2 separate regions of the Pan troglodytes genome follow, and region 2 is linked to region 1. A link is a contact called in public HiChIP or PLAC-seq data. All regions are on one chromosome and are shown on one strand. The core of a region is the stretch at or near the end of the contact, and the rest is flanking DNA. Distances in the headings are between cores, read along the strand shown. Region 1 holds the start of NGFR (nerve growth factor receptor). Region 2 holds the start of PHB1 (prohibitin 1).

Evidence for each region. HiChIP or PLAC-seq counts read pairs in DNA pulled down with a chosen protein or histone mark.
Region 2: a contact with region 1 is called in an H3K4me3 HiChIP or PLAC-seq map of stem cell-derived excitatory neurons, with 2.8 times the contacts expected there. The contact joins the promoter of PHB1 here to the promoter of NGFR in region 1. A contact is called at or near these places in 1 of 1 datasets of contacts at active chromatin or transcription factors (stem cell-derived excitatory neurons) and 1 of 1 other capture datasets (stem cell-derived neural stem cells).

The regions. Positions count from the first base shown.
Region 1 is chr19:18,588,911-18,591,454 of NHGRI_mPanTro3-v2.0_pri, forward strand. It overlaps NGFR (nerve growth factor receptor), which reads right to left and starts at 1,284. Exons shown (of 6, transcript XM_016931494.4): 1 at 1,093-1,284. The coding sequence starts at 1,158.
Region 2 is chr19:18,669,245-18,671,788 of NHGRI_mPanTro3-v2.0_pri, forward strand. It overlaps PHB1 (prohibitin 1), which reads left to right and starts at 1,271. Exons shown (of 7, transcript NM_001246403.1): 1 at 1,271-1,294.

The DNA.
Region 1 (2,544 bases), core at 34-2,533:
TGCCTGCCGCCTCCCGCCTGCGTAGCCAGAGCTGCGCGCGGCCAGGAAGGGTCCCCGCCTAGTGCGCCCCGGCGCTCTGCACCCCGAGACGTAGCCACCGCCAGCCCGGGTAGGGGCACACCCGCTCCGTCCCTCGCGATCCGCTGCGCTGCTTCAAGCCGTGAGAACACGCGCGTCGGAGGAGCCCGCCGGCCGTGGGGGAACCCCGGGAGCGGGTTCGCCCCGGCGAAGTGGGCACTCCCCTCCCAGCCTTAGATCCGCAGCCCCAATTCCGGGACTGGGAGAGGCCGCGAGCAGGAGCGCGGGGACAGGCGCTGGAAATGTCCAAGCCTCTGCTCTCTCTTCTCGTCTCACTGTCCCTCAGCGGGCAGGCGGGACCCCGACCACTTCAGGGTCCGCACCCCGCTCTGTCTCCTTTCCTTCTGCTTCCATCTGTCTGCCGCCCTCGCCGTCGCCCCTCTTCTGCCCTCCCTAACCCACTTCTCAACCTCTCTCCTGCTCCCCAACCTCTCCCTCCGACGCCCCTCCCCCCCATTGTCTGGCCGGTCCCCATTGTCCTTGCCGGGTCCCCTCTGCCTCCAGTCCCTCCGACCTCCTCCATTGTTCCATCCCGTCGTCCCGGGCTCCCCGCCCCAGCCCAGCTCGCCCCTCTCATCTCTAGTCCCCGTCCAGTTCCCCCTCCTTCTCTCGCCTTGGTTCTGTCCCACGACTCTCCAGAGACCGAGATGCTGAGGGGAAAGTCCCTTCGGGATCCCGGCATTCGAGTGTCCTCTTCCGAAGAACCTGGGCATCGGAGAGCCCCATGCCCCCTCCTGAAAGACCCCTCCCAGCTCCCCCACCGCCCCCTGCGGTACCTGAGGACCGGCATCCGTGCTCCGGTCTTGCCCGCATCTCCACCCTGGAGAGTCGCCTCTGCGCTCCGGGAACCCTAGACCCTCCTTCGTGGTCCCGGCATCAGAGGTCCTTTCCCACCACCCACCCTCAGTAACTGGGACCCCAATGCTCTGTTCTGTTTCCTTGGTGGCGGCGCTCGGCTCTTCTCGGAGTTCTGATCCCAGGAAAGGGAGCGGGCCCCCTCCGGCTAACACTCACCCCCAGAAGCAGCAACAGCAGCAGGCGCGGCCCGTCCATGGCGCGGCCGGTGGCACCTGCCCCCATCGCCCGCCTCCCGCGGCAGCGCTCGGCTTCCAGCTCGGTCCGCTCTGCGGACTGATGGGGCTGCGCTCCAGCGCCCCCCTCCCCTCGCCCGCCGGAGCTGGCCGCGGCTCGGCTCGCTCTGGCTGCGGGCGGGAGAGGCTGGGTGAAGCCAGTGCTGCGGCCCCGCCTCCGCCCCGCCCAGCCCGCCCACCCCCGGAACCGCGCCCGCCCGCCCCGCCGCCTCGGGGTGGGAAGCAGAGGCAAAGGGAGGGCGTGCGGTTCCCCGCACCCCGCTGCGCTTCTCCCTGCCTTGTCCCTTAGAGCCTCTCACCCATCCCGCCCTGGTACCCAGTTCCCGGCCCGCGCTACTGCGCGTCCGTCCCGGATGCTGTGGGCCCGGGGACCAGGGCGTCCCCACTGCGGTTCCTGTTCCTCTCCGGCTGTGGCCCGCCACAGGGTTCACTCTCTTACCCATCTTCCTCCGCCTCTGGCTTCATCTTCTCCCTGGAGCCTTGCTCCCTAACTGCCCCCTATCAGTAAGAATGCCCGCTTGCCCTCCCTGCCCTTCATCTCAGTCCATCACCCCACCTCCACCCCTATCCCCACCCCTCCCCTTCCCAGTGCAGGAGATCCCTGGGCAGAGGCCTAGGGGGAGGGGAGGGGCGCAGGCGCCCTGACCTCGGCCATCGACATTCAAGGTGGAGTCCATTCCGACATCATTTGATTCTCAAATGAGGGGTTTGAAGGGGTCACAGGTGTGCACACAGTGCACAGGAATACACACTCTCAAGCTCACTTGTATGTGTGATGGGGCACTTACGTGTGCCCACACCGTCCTCATGCACTCCTGCCGACCTGACTGTCCCACACATGCACCTCTCCAGGCATGCACACGGGCACATATGTGATCCGGACATTCAAACGCGCATACCTACACATTCACACATGCATGTATACAGTCGTGTCTGCATAAGCCCTCACATGTATACAGTCACACAAACACACACATTCATGAGTGCACACACACACTGACACCCATCAACAAACAAACAGATGCATCTTCAACAATATAGACTTCACCAGACTGTGAGTGTCTCCATGGGCTTATGAGCTCTGCAGGCAGGGATTATGGTTTCTTCTCTGAATTCCTGGTATACAGTAGGGTTCAAGAAAGTTCTGTAGAAGGGAATAAATAGAAAAGTGGTGAAATGGACTCATATCTGTGTACCCATCCATGTGCTAGGACCAAATTCATCTTGCCCTAGAAACCTTGCCAAGTCCAAATAATATGCCTCCCAACCCAAAAAGCATGCCACCCACCCTCATGCTTACCCCTTTCCTGTTCCCTCCATTTCTTCGTTCCCAGACATCAAGACCCTGGAGCACAGAGTTGATGGGGGTGTCTGC
Region 2 (2,544 bases), core at 21-2,520, 80 kb after region 1:
CCTTGGCCTCCCGAAGTGCTGGGATTACAGGCGTGACCACCACGCCCAGCCCTCACGTTCTTATTCCTACGTGGGGGCTAAAAGAGTTGATCTTATAGAGGTAAAAACTAGAATGAGAGCTGAGCGCGGTGGCTCACGCCTGTAATCCCACCACTTTGGGAGGCCGAGGCGGGTGGATCACCTAGGTCGGGAGTTCGAGACCAGCCTGACCAACATGGAGAAACCCCGTCTCTACAAAAATACAAAAATTAGCCGGGTGTGGTGGTGCATGCCTGTAATCCCAGCTACTCTGGGAGGGTGAGGCAGGAGAATCGCTTGAACCCGGGAGGCGGAGGTTGCGGTGAGCCGAGATCGCGCCACTGCACTCCAGCCTGGGCAACAAAAGCGAAACTCCATCTCAAAAACAAACAACAAAACAAAACAAAAACAAGAAAATAAACACACACGCACACGGAGGTGGGGCGGCGGAGTGGCGGCAGGGAGGAGGAGGGGAGAGGTAAGAAACAAATGATAAAACAAATGAAGCAAATTGTTAACAATAGGTGAATCTGAACCAAAGTTTAACGTGCGTTCTTTTGCCCTATTCTTGCAACTTTTCCAAATAAAACGTTTCTTTAAAATCATGTCTAGGGGACCTGGATTCCAAGCCGAGCCCCTTTTCTCACTCGGTGCATGACCCTGAATGAATTCCTTCCTCTCGGTTGGTCTCAGTTTTTCAGCACAGATGGTTCTCTCGGGGTCTGGTAATCAACGTCTCACAACTCTGAGGACGTTTGCAGACAGGGCTTTGGAAGGAAGACGGCCCTTCGTTCCCCCAAAGGGTCTCAGCCTGCCGGTGATTTCACCACGACTTCCTCCAGAGTTCCACCTGTCCTCTTCATCAGCCATAAAGTTGCCCCTACTCATTTTTGCCACCAGCTGGACGCCCACCTCCTCTTTCCCGGAGCCCTAAGGCTCTCCTTCCGGCAGTCTTAGCCTCTGTACAGGATAGGCACGTGCATTTAGCCCCAGGAAACTACAGCCCCCAAAAGGCTTTGCGGCAACATCCTCGCGGTGATCACCAAAGAGAAAAAGCTTTTCTCCACGGGCCCACCGCAGCATAGCCTTTTGGGAGTTGTAGTTCATCTGCTAAGAGCCGCAGAACCAGGGTGAGGTTCTAAGCCACCCTTCCCAGAACTCACAGCGCTCTGCCACACCAATAGGAAGCGTGGATCTTGGAAAGCGGGCAGGGCAGAGGAGCGCATGCGCAGTATGTGTGGTTGGGGAATTCATGTGGAGGTCAGAGTGGAAGCAGGTGAGAATGGAGGGGGCGGCAAAGGCCCGTTTCTGGGCATCTCTGCAGTCCTCCTCTGCTCCATGATGGGCACTTTGGGCGAGGAGAGTGCGTGCGTGAGTCCGACTTGTGAGGGAGGGGAGAAGGGGCTGAGCCCGGGACGAGCCAGGGGTTGCTCAGAGTAAGGGAGGTGTCCATGGAGGCAGGGTGAGGAATAATCCAGAAGCTATTAGAAATGTAAAGGGCCGGGTGTCCCAGCCTCAGAGAAGGAAGATTTAAATGCACTGGACGAGATCAGGGTAGTCTCAGGAGTTGAGGTCTGGGAAGTAGGGAGGGAGGATTTGAGACTGGAGCGGGCAACGACGGTGGGGCGGAGCGTTAGAAAGTTAGATGCTGGCGTGATTTCTAGTTAGGTCAGCTGTGCTTATGCCCACCTAGTTAGGTCAACTGTGCTTATGCCCACCCCGCCTCAGCCCCACCCTCCCAGTTATTCCAGAGCTCACTGTCCCTGTGCAGCTAGTTAGAGCCTTTCTCCCAAATGGGTTCTTCAGTTATCTTGGCCCCAGGATGTCATCCAGCTCCTGCTTCCATAAGAAGCATGTCGTTCTTAATACACGATGTTGACAAGCAGTATGGTGAGGAGGTAAGCTGTGTCTGCTAGCATTAGACCTCTGGGTTCTAATTCTGGTTCTACCACTTAGTAACTGCAATCTCGGCTTCTCATGTAACCTCTCTGTGTGCCTCTGTTTCCTCTGTAGTAATATGCTTCATAGGGTAATTGTGAGAAGTAAATAAATTGCTTTTATTAGGCTACCTGATATAAGTGTTAGCTGTTACGGTTACTTTTTTTGTTGGCATCAACATGTAGCACATTTTTTTTAAGTTATTTTTTCAAACCATAATTGCACCAATCTAACCTCACAGCCTCTTTTTGGGGGCCTACTTGTCCAGGAAATGAGAGGGTGGTTTAGTGTGGTGCTAAGTTTTCTGTGGATTTCAAGCCCATGCATTGTTTTCATTATTGAACCAAGTGTCCCAGACACCTTACTTTAAATGGTTGAGAAAAAAAGAGAAATCAGCCAGGCATGGTAGCTCATGCCTGTAATCCCAACACTTGGGAGGCCGAGGCAGGGGGATCACTTGAGCCCAGGAGTTCGAGACCACCTGGGGCAACGTAGCAAGACCCCATCTCTGCAAAACATGAACAAAATTAGCCGGGCATGGTGGCACACTTCTGTGGTCCCAGCTACTTGGGAGGTTGAGGTGAGAAG